Regions from separate parts of the Mus musculus genome. Here region 1 is linked to region 2. A link is a contact called in public HiChIP or PLAC-seq data. All regions are on one chromosome and are shown on one strand. Each heading gives the region's core, a stretch centred on a gene start, on an enhancer-like site or on the middle of the called end of the contact. The rest is flanking DNA. Distances are from core to core; before and after follow the strand shown.

Region 1 (5,573 bases), core at 823-3,322, 63 kb after region 2:
AAGCCCTGGCTCTGATCTCCAACACTAGCAACCCATGAAACCAGGCATGGTGGCACAGCCTGTAATCCTGCCACTCAGGAGCAAGAAGCTCAGGGTTTTCTCCAGCTAAATAGCAAGTTCAAGGCCAGTATGGGCTACTTGAGACCATCTCAGATAGATAGATAGATAGATAGATAGATAGATAGATAGATAGATAGATAGATAGATAGACAGACAGGGGTTATGAGATGGCTCCATGGGTATAAGGTGTTTGTTGCCTTGCCTAGTGACCTGAGTTGGATGCACAGTACTGACCTGGAGGAAGGAGAAAACTGACTTCTGAAAGTTGTCCTTTGACTGTCTGTCACATGCATGCTGTGGCACATGCACACATACAATAAAATGTAATAAAAATTTTAGGGCTGGAGAGATGGCTCAATGGTTAAGAGCACCGACTGCTCTTCCAGAAATTCTGAGTTCAACTCCCAGCAACCACATGGTGGCTCACAACCATCTGTAATGGGATCTGATGCCGTCTTCTGGTGTGTCTGAAGGAAGCTACACTATACTCACATACATTAAATAAATAAATAAGTAAATAAATATAGAAAAAGATTTGAACTCCCCCGCTGGCTGTGGTAATGTCCATTTTTAATCTTAGCAGTCTGGAGGAAGAGAGTTCCAGGCCAGCTTAGTCTACATGGAGAGTCTCAGGTCAGCCAGAACTTCATAGTGAAAACCTATCTCATTTTTTTCTCAAAGAGCTTAAGACACTGGGCTGGGGTGGCCACACACCTTTAATCCCCACACTCAGGAGACAGAGACAGTAGGATATCTGTGAGTTTGAAGCCAACTTGGTCTTCAGAGTTCCAGGACAGCCAGTGCTACATAGAGAAACCCTGTCTTGAAAAAACAAACAAATAAGCAAATAAATAAACAAAAAGCATAAGATGTGTTCAACGATCTAACTCATATTTAACAAACACATATTTTTATTGTGACTGAAGTGCTGTGGACCTCCTGTATACTAGACATATGCTCTATCAATGAGATAAACCAGATAGAGCTTATAACAGGGCTGACCTCAACAAACTGTAATGATTAAGTAAAACAAAGACAATGTAGGGTCGGGCAGTGGTGGCACACGCCTTTAGTCCCAGCACTTGGGAGGCAGAGGCAGGTGGATTTCTGAGTTCGAGGCCAGCCTGGTCTACAGAGTGAGTTCCAGGACAGCCAGGGCTATACAGAGAAACCCTGTCTCGAAAAAACAAAACAAAACAAAACAAAACAAAGACAATGTAGGTCCAGCACTTTTGAGACAGAGTCTGAAGGTTAGCCTGAACTATATGAAAATGTCACAAAAAATAACAACAACAAAAAAACCTGGAAAAAAAGTTTAGGAAAGAAGTAGGACCTTCAGAAAGCATACAATGTTTGTTTTTTGGTAAATTACTTAAGGAAGTATAAACAAGGATTTAGACGTGTGTAAAACTTTATCCTTGAATATAAGTGTAAATTAAGAGATTGGGAGGTGGGCATGGAGAAGGTGGCACACACCTGGAAGTTCTTGGAAGTCTGAGGTTAAAAAAAAAACTGAAGTTCAAATTATCTCTGGGAAATTAGTGAGATTCTGTTTAGAAAGAAAGGAAGAAAGGAAGAAAGGAAAAAAACTAAACAAAAAAATCTTTAGAGTACTATTTTCCCCCTTCAGGATATTAATTCGAAGGGAAGTATTTGAAACCGATGACATCATCTGTCACCAAAGGCACGTGGCAATTCAAAGCCGGTTCTGGAACGTTTATGTCAGCACGCTGTGGCCTCCTTGCCTCCCTCTTGTCTCTCTCAAGCTCGTCCGTTTAACGCGGCGGTTCATGAATCCGGAAGTAAACTGCCAAAACAACGGCGCCACGGACCGGGCCAGGCAGGACCTGGACAGGCACTTACACACAGGCAGTAAAAAGTAAAATTCTCCACTCTGGGAGGCGGGGTTCCAGGCAAGAGCACTCTAGGCGCATGCTCAGATGCGACCTCCAGCCCAAGCCAGGTGGGAGGGGCAGGGTCCTACAGCACCTCTGCGCCTGCGCTCTGGTGCAAGGTGGGGCCGCGGGCGCCCGCACTGTTGGGTGTACGTTAGGGTACGGGTAACTATCGGTTATCACCTGGACAGAGACGACAGCGGCGGGATGGCAACCACCTCCGCGGCCTCGGACTCGGCGTGCTCGGCAGCGCCCCCGCCCGTCGGAGGTGCCCAGGCGGCCGCGGCGGTTGAGGAGGAGGAGCGTGAGGTGGTACGGGTCCGAGTCAAGGTGAGGCTAGCCTGCTTGGGCGCCCAGTGGACGAAAAGACCGTAACTGTCCTAGGATAGAGCATCAGACCTGAAATTTGGGGCGTGACTTGGAGACTGGGGGCGAGGCTGGAGAGCGGAATTGATAGAATGAAGGCGTGGGTTTTGGGGACTTGTCGTTGGGTGTGGAACTGTAGAGGAGACAGGGCCAATGGAGTGGATGGGTGGAGCCTACGGGTAGAGAGGTGGGTTGTAGGGTTACCGGAGGGGCCTCTGGAGTCCAGAGGAAGGAAGGAGGTGCTGTCGCTGTCAGAAGGGATAGTCCTAAAGTCAGTCAACAAATAGCTATTGAGAGTTCACTTTTGTCCATGTCCCACCCCTGAGCCCACGTGCTTGTGGGAGGGGGACAAAAACAATTAAATGAGATATTTTGAACATTGGTGAATATCAGGAGAAAGTGATAGGAAAGGTTAGGATCTCTAGGGAGTTACTTTACCCAAAGCTGTATAGGAAAATCCCCTAAAGAGGACTCAAGTCACAGAGACCTGGATAATAATAATAATAACAAAATGTTAGCATATGCATTTAGGATGGGAGAAGAGTTCTAGGTAGAGGGAACACCTAGATGAGTGTGGTATGTTCCTGTAGGTTCCCATATTGTTGGAGAAGGAAGCCTGGGGGCAAAAGTAATAGACAATCAGGAGGGAGAAGGGCACATAGGACAGCTTGTGACATATAACACACTCTGAGGAAGGAACCCGTTGTGATACCTGCAAGCAGTGACCGGTGGCTCAGACTGGAGTGCCAGAGATCACTTTTGGGGTGTTAGCGCTCTAAGGCAAAGGTTTTAGTAAGCCAGATGAAGTGGGAAGGATGTTCACTCTGAGAGAGGTCAGCACACAGAAGTCTGGAAAGCATGTACTCAAAGGAACTCTCAACAGTTTGATACCAGTAGAGCCATAAATACATCTCAGAGTGGAGGGAGGGCTAGCTCCAGCACCTAGGTTTGCTGTTGAAGAAGGATCTGAGCAACAAACAGTGTTACAGGGAGATTTGCACTATGGGGGGTGGGGGGGAGTCACTGATTTGATTGTGTCAAGCTGGACATGGTGATTCTGGCAACCATATTTAAGGGACTCTGGAAGGACTGGACACCTGGACTACTGCATTAGCCTTCGTTCCTGCCAGTCTGCTTTGGCAGAGCAAACATGGACCCTGTAAATTCAAAGGACATATCATCTTTTCTCTGCGCAGAGACTTCCTGTGACTTCCCCTCGCCCAGAACAAAAACCAAGAACATCTCACCTAAAACCTGGTCCCTCCCCTGTCTTCGACTCCTGCCTTCTGCCACTCTTTACCTTACCCACCCTTTCCACACGGTGATGTGCCCCCTCATGGCCTCCCCCTGTCCTCTTTCCACAGAAATGTGAGAGCTTCTTGTCCCCTGAGTTCCGCTCTTTTGCGGTGGATCCTCAGATCACCTCGCTGGACGTGTTGCAGCACATCCTCATCCGAGCCTTTGACTTAAATGGGTGAGTGGGAAGATGAAGCAGGGCGCTCATCTTAAAAGTCACTGCCAGGTTTCTGGGGTTTGGTTTTGTTGTTTGGCTGCTTTTTTTTCCAAATAATTCCACAGTGAATAGGTGTATCTTGCTTGGAATCTGTGAGAAAAGTCCTAAGAAAAAATTAGCAGTAGTATTTCTGGGCTACTTAAAAACTTTCAAGGAATAGCTGGGTGATGGTAGTACACACCTTTAATCCCAGCATTTAGGAGGCAGAGGTAGGTGGATCTCTGTGAGTTCAAGGCCAGCCTGGTCTACAGAACAAGTTTTAGAACAGCCAAGGCTACACAGAGAAACCCTGTCTCAAAAACAAACAAACAAACAAAATCCTTCAAGGAATGTTTTCAAAATGACTCTCCAGACAGGTTTTACCTGCACAGCACAGAAAAGGTTTTGCTGGATATGGTGGTCCACACCTTTAGTCCGGGGACTCTGGAAGCAGAGGCACACACATCTCTGACAGTTCAAGGCCAGCCTGGTCTACAGAGTGAGTTCCAAGACAGCCAGGGCTACACAGAGAGACCTCTCAAACACATACACACACAAGACAAAAGAAAACATTTGTTTCACCAAGCATGGTGATATCAGTACTATGGAGGCTGGGACAAGAGGATCAAGGCCACTCTAAGCAACATAATGAAACTGCCTCAGAAGTATAAAATCACTTTCTTTCTTCCTGTCCTCCCAGACAATGGTTTCGCAAAATTTGCCAGTCTGATAGCTGAGAATTGATATCACTTGGGGGCAGGTGGGTTGGTTATCTTGTTGTGGGGGACTGAATTTAAATAGTGTGAAATTGATCCATATTTAGGATGATCCTTGGTTTACAGTGATCATCAAGTAAAATATCTGTGTATATAGTTGCACAAGTGGATCTGAATAGATTTGTAGTTGCAGTTGAACATTTGTGCGTTTACATCTTGTAAAAAATAACAACCATACAGACTGCTTTTTTTTATGTAGTAAGAAGGCTGCTTTCTTCCACTTCTATCCCTCAACTACACTGTTACCATCCCCAGAGGGGAACCAACATTCTACCAGTTTTCAGTGTACCCTCCAGATATAAGCAGGTGTGTATCTGTTTCTGTGTTTGTGTAACAAAGTGGATATAAATGACCTAACCTCAGGATACCCATAATCCTTAGCAGAGTTCCCAGCAGAGAGAAGGAAGTTGTTTTCAGTACCTTTCACATTGCCTGCCTTGTTTTGTAAATCTGATCTTGAAGCCAATGCTGGGGAACTGGGGATCCCAAAAGCTCCCTTATATCCTTTGTCCAGGAAGAAGAACTTTGGCATCAGCTACCTGGCTCGAGACCGGCTAGGACAGGAAACTTTCCTCTCCCTCCTTTCTGATTGGGACCTCAGCACAGCTTTCGCCACTGCCTCCAAACCTTATCTGCAGTTGCGTGTAGACATTCGGCCCTCAGAGGACAGTGAGTACCCAGAACGTTTCCTATAGGATGATAATTCCACACCTTCCACTCTTGGTAGGCCACAGGGACACAATTTTCCTATAGGATGATAATTCCACACCTTCCACTCTTGGTAGGCCACAGGGACACAATTTTCCTATAGGATGATAATTCCACACCTTCCACTCTTGGTAGGCCACAGGGACACAATTTTCCTATAGGATGATAATTCCACACCTTCCACTCTTGGTAGGCCACAGGGACACAATTTTCCTATAGGATGATAATTCCACACCTTCCACTCTTGGTAGGCCACAGGGACACAATTTTCCTATA
Region 2 (5,578 bases), core at 2,498-4,997:
TCTTTTTCTAGCCAGGCAGGTGGGAGGCAGGGGCACCAGGATTGCTATTTCAAGGCCAGCCTAGTCTACATGCAAGTTGACAGCCAGGGCTATGTAGAGATCCTGTGAGAAAAGGAAATAAAAAATAAAAGCATGTTTTCTTTTTTTTTTGTTTTTTCGAGACACGGTTTCTCTGTATAGCCCTGGCTGTCCTGGACCTCACTTTGTAGACCAGGCTGGCCTCGAACTCAGAAATCCGCCTGTCTCTGCCTCCCAAGTGCTGGGATTAAAGGCGTGTGCCACCACTGCCCAGCAAGCATGTTTTCTAAAAGACCTTTCTGAGGTAAAGAAACCATGGAGGGGATTGAGGTGTGGGGACTTGTGGGTTTATCTAGGGGAAGAACATTGCAGGGAAAAGGGCACAGCAGAATTCAAGGTTAAAACTACCTGAAATAGAAGAAGCCAGCTGCTCTGTAGTAGGGTGGACTTAGTCTAGCCATTAGGAGACATCCTTTTCTGACCATGGCTTAGCAAGTTACCCACATTTAAGTCTTCTGGTATAAAGGGCACCTTAAAAATTTGAAACATGAGCTGGAGAGATGGCTCAGCAGTTGAGAGCACTGACTGTTCTTCCAGAGGTCCTGAGTCCAATTCCCAGCAACCACATGGTGGCTCAGTACCATCTGTAATGGGATCCAATTCCCTCTTCTAGTGTGTCTGAAGACAGCTACAGTGTACTCATATAAAAATAAATAAATAAATCTACTAAAAAATAAAAACCAACAAAAAATTGAGACACCGACCAGGGATGGCGGTACACACCTTTGATCCCAGCACCCAGGTGGCAGAGGCAGGCGGATCTCTGAGTTCAAGGCCAGCCTGGTCTATATAGTAAATTCAGGACAACCAGGGCTACAGAATGAAACCCAGGGGCTCACACCTACCTAATGCACCAGGCACAACATGGTACACAGATATGCAAGGCAAAACACCCATGCACATAAAATAATTAAACAAGTAATCTCAAAAACAAAAAAAACTTAATTAGAAAGACAGCTCAGTGGTTAAGATCACTTGCTGCCCATTCAGACAATCAGGGTGCAGTGCCCAGCACCACATGGCAGCTCACAACTGTCTGTAATTCTGATTCCAGGATATCAGGTGCTTTCTTCTGCCCTCCATATTTACCAAGCACACATGAAATGCATTTACATACATGTATGGAGGCAAGACAGTCATACACATAAAATGAACATAAATAAAATCTTTTTTTTTAAACTGAAGCAGGCCAGGTGTGGTGACACAGGCCTTTGACCCTAGTACATAAGCGACAGTCCAGCCTAGGCTACATAGTAAGACCCCGTCTTAAGCAAAACAAAAACAAACCAAACTCCAAAGCGGGTGGGCTGTATGTCAGTGATGGGGCTTGCCCGGGGAAGGATCCAGAGATGAAGTAGAAGGAAAAGACTCCCTGCCAAGCCCAATGGCCAACCAGTTTAATCCTTGTAACCCATACAGTAGAAGGAGAACTGACTCCCCAGCATTGTTGTCGGCACTTGCACACGTATACAAAATAAATAACTGTAAAAGAAAATTTTTAGACAAATTAGTTCTTTTAAAATTGAGGGGTTTTCCCCTTTTTATATTATTTATTTATTTTATGTACATGAGTACACTGTAGCTCTCTTCAGACACATCAGAAGAATCAGACCCCATTACAGGTGGTTGTGAGCCACCATGTCGTTGCTGAGAATTGAACTCAGGACCTCTGGAAGAGCAGTCAGTGCTCTTAACCGCTGAGCCACCTCTCCAGCCCAACAAATTAGTTCCTGAATGCCTATGGCCCTCCTGTTCAGTCCTTGCCTGGTCACAGTGAGGAGCTACACAGCAATGAGAATGAAGTACTACTTGTAGTTAACCTTTGACACGTGTGGGTTTTTTTAAATATATATATACATTTCCCTTTATGTTAGAGTTTGCAGGAAAAATCAAACTAATACAGCCCAAAAGCTGCTGCCTGCCAAGACAACTAGAAGCTGGCTTGATGAGTTTGTTTGCAGATGTCATCTATGGGGACTGAACAGACCGACCTAGAGTGAGAATCTATAACACCTCCATCATGACAAAGAAATGGTGAAGAAGTCCTCAGAACTGCAGGAAGGATTTGTTGAGACTGTGAGCACATTCCTCTTCTCCAAACCTCTCCTGGAATGTCCTAGAAGGCCCAGGAATTCCCCCAAAGCACTGGTTCTTCCTATGGTCAAACGTCAGCAACCTCCACCAAACATGATGGAGGAAAGCGTGAATGTTGTCACTATGACGGAAGTTCAGCTTTAGTCCCAGTTAACAAATATTGGCAATAAATCAAAACAGGAAAAACCCTACATATGCACGTTGCTTACTTTTTTATATGACAGTTCACAGACATCTGAAATACTGCTCATATTTCTCACCACTTTGAATGATAGTTGATTTTATAAATTAATCCTATAATTAGACATCTCATCTATTACCGCATCCCAATTGGGTGATTGGCTGGGCAGGTATTTGTAAGACATCCTCCCATATAGGCTACACCGCCCTTAAAACTCAAAATCCTCCTGTGTCAGTTCCCTGAGTGCTGAGATTACAGGCCTGTGCCACCAAACCTAGCTACTGTCTTCCAGTTTTATTCAAATGTAAGGTGATAACTGTATTTCAGCATAGTCTGCTTTCCTCATCATTCAGACGTGTTTGTGTGCATATGCAGGTGTGCCTTCAAAGACGTCCTGTGATGGGCTGAGGATGCGGATGCGGTAGGTAGGTCCTTGCCTCGTATGCATAAGGCCCTGGGTTCCAATTTCACTAGCACACACACAAAGCCTGATAGTTGGATGTAGTACTACCACCACCTATAGTCCTAGCTACTTGGGTGCCTAAAATGAAAACCCTCAAGCCTAGAACTGCAAGGCCAATGTGGACAGTATAGCTAGGCCCTTTTCAAAAACAAAACAAAGCAAAACAAAAGGTGAAGCCAAATGTAGTAGTACTATAATCCCAGATTTCCAAAGGATTTCTCAAACAATTTTTGCTCTAGTTTTGCTTTATTTTGTTGAGAAAGGGTCTCATGTAGCCAAGGCTGGCCTCAAACTCACTGTATACCCAAGAATGACATTGAAATACAGATCCAAGCTGAGCGTGGTGGCGCACGCCTTTAATCCCAGTACTCGGCAGGCAGATTTCTGAGTTTGAGGCCAGCCTGGTCTACAAAGTGAGTTCCAGGACAGCCAGGGCTACACAGAGAAACCCTGTCTCAAAAAACAAAAAAACAAAACAAAAAAAAAACAAAAAAAAAAAAACAAAGAAACAGAGATTCTCCCTCCCATCCGTACCTCCCAAGTCCACATTAAAGGCATGTTTCGCGATGCCTGATTTTACCAGACCAAAGTTTTTTAGGTTGACAGTCTTTTCTTCACGCTTAGCTAACATGTACAAGTCCTTGAATTGTATGCCCAGCACTACCAGTATAAGCGGGTGTGGGAGGGAGACTTGTTTTCTAGTCTCCCTAGAGCCCGACAGGCAGCAGCTGACATGCACGCCCTAAGCTACAGGGTGCCGTCTTCTGTGGCCTAATCCAATGTCTTTACAAACCCTCGTATTCCTGTGCGCCTGCACTTTGGTCTCTGACCACGCCTCTCTCTGTGATGCCCGGAATGTCTGCACCCCACTCTGTCTAGAGGTGTTCACACTACAATGGTTTAATCCAAGATGATGATTTTCATTCCAATCAATGTGACCACAGGAATGTCCACAGCCCAGGCTATCTGACCTCAGGAATGCATGTCTGGAGGGTCCACAGGAAGGGCATTCAATCACAGATGCTTCTACGCCCACACCCATTGCCACAGCAACTCCGCAGTGCCCGGGAAAGAGCTCCACAAGTGTCCCTGTTCTGGGCTTTGACTCTTAGGAGTTGTATCGGTGGGGCAAGTGATCCAGGCAAAGGAAGGGGAAACCTTGTGCTTGCCCTATTCCATGAGCAGCACGCAGAGATGAGGGATGGAGCTGGAACAGTCAACCTGAGGACCAGTGGTGCGACATGAGATCAGAGAGGGCCTATAGGAGGAGCAAGAAATGCCTGAATGGAACCCAATAGCACAAAAAAAAAAAAAGCTCAAGAATTGAGAATCTGGAGAGATGGCTCCACTTTAAGAGCATTTGTTGGGGCTGGTGAGATGGCTCAGTGGGTAAGAGCACCCGACTGCTCTTCTGAAGGTCAGGAGTTCAAATCCCAGCAACCACATGGTGGCTCACAACCATCCGTAAGGAGATCTGACTCCCTCTTCTGGAGTGTCTGAGGACAGCTACAGTGTACTTACATATAATAAATAAATAAATCTTAAAAAAAATAAAATAAAAAAAATAAAAATTTAAAAAAAAAAAAAAAAAAGAGCATTTGTTGTTCTTGCAGAAGACCTGGGTTCAATTTCCAACACTCTCAAGGTATCTGAAAAACACCCATAACTCCAGCTCCAGGTCTGATGCTTTCTTCTGACCTCCTTGAGCACCAGATATTACATGTAGTATATAAAACAGACAGAAAAAACACACACATATAAGTGAAATACATCTTTAAAGACTGGGTAGATTGGATTACTTAGAATTAAAGGGCTTCTGTGCTCCAGCAGAGTGAACAGACATTCTGTATACAGTGGGAGACAATTTTTGCCAGCTATATACTTCACATAGAGTTAATACCTGGGTGGTGGCAGGGCTCACTGTTAAGCCTAGCTCTTGGGAGCCTGCAGATCTCTGTGATTTGGAGACTAGCCTGGTCTACAGAGCAAGTTTCAGGACAGCCAATGCTACACAGAGAAATCCTGTCTCAATAAAATAAAACAAGCAAACTGAAAGATTATTGGCCATTTGTATTTCCTTTGTTTGGTTTCTTGAGACAGAGTCTCTGTGCAGACCTGGCTGTCCTGGAATTCAATCTATGGACCAGGCTGGTCTCGAACTCACAGAGCTCCACCTGCATGTCTCCCAAGTGCTGGGATTAAAGGTGTGCACCCTCCATATTCGGGCTGCTCTGTATTCATAATAGCAAGAAAATGGTAGTATATTTATACAATAGATTTTTATTCAGCTGTAAAGAGAGATAATTTTTTAAGATTTATTTATTTTTATGTATATGAGTACACTGTAGCTGTACAGATGATTGTGAACCATCTTGTGGTTGCTGGGAATTGAACTGAGGACCTCTGCTCGCTCCAGCCCAAAGATTTATTATATGTAAGTACACTGTAGCTGTCTTCAGACACACCAGAAGAGGGCATCAGATCTCAGTACGGGTGGTTGTGAGCCAGCATGTGGTTGCTGGGATTTGAACTCAGAACCTTCCAAAGAGCAGTCAGTGCTCTTAATCGCTGAGCCATCTCGCCAGCCCCCAGAGATGAAATTTGCAAGAGATATGGTGGCACTGGAAAACACTAAGGCAAGTAAGACAAATATGCCGCCTCCTTTGCACTCCTGTGTGGATCCTAGCTTGCATTAGGTGTGTGTCTCTAAGCCAGAGTAAATGTGGGCAAAGGCTGTGGAAGTGGAAAGGTGTCCATGAGAA

The links. HiChIP or PLAC-seq counts read pairs in DNA pulled down with a chosen protein or histone mark.
Region 1: a contact with region 2 is called in an H3K27ac HiChIP or PLAC-seq map of embryonic stem cells, with 7 read pairs. The contact joins the promoter of Tbc1d25 here to the enhancer-like site in region 2. A contact is called at or near these places in 10 of 39 promoter capture datasets (the HPC-7 cell line, HPC-7-derived erythroid cells, embryonic stem cells and 4 more), 1 of 15 datasets of contacts at CTCF or cohesin (pro-B cells), 48 of 484 Hi-C or Micro-C datasets (the 4T1 cell line, the C2C12 cell line, the G1E-ER4 cell line and 30 more), 10 of 115 datasets of contacts at active chromatin or transcription factors (embryonic fibroblasts, embryonic stem cells and trophoblast stem cells) and 3 of 9 other capture datasets (adipose tissue, liver and pancreatic islet).

The regions. Positions count from the first base shown.
Region 1 is chrX:8,172,423-8,177,995 of GRCm38.p6, reverse strand. It overlaps Tbc1d25 (TBC1 domain family, member 25), which reads left to right and starts at 2,072. Exons shown (of 6, transcript NM_172478.4): 1 at 2,072-2,285; 2 at 3,686-3,795; 3 at 5,104-5,258. The coding sequence starts at 2,163.
Region 2 is chrX:8,237,205-8,242,782 of GRCm38.p6, reverse strand. Ftsj1 (FtsJ RNA methyltransferase homolog 1 (E. coli)) reads left to right here. Exons shown (of 13, transcript NM_001290430.1): 13 at 1,953-4,115. Among named protein-coding and RNA genes, the nearest start is that of Ftsj1, 12 kb to the left of the region's middle. Within about 2 kb of position 3,747, at least 53 of the 459 cell types and tissues checked have an H3K27ac peak or open chromatin away from gene starts, as enhancers often do. A contact at or near this core is called in the 4T1 cell line, the C2C12 cell line, the STO cell line and 5 more, where this site is marked.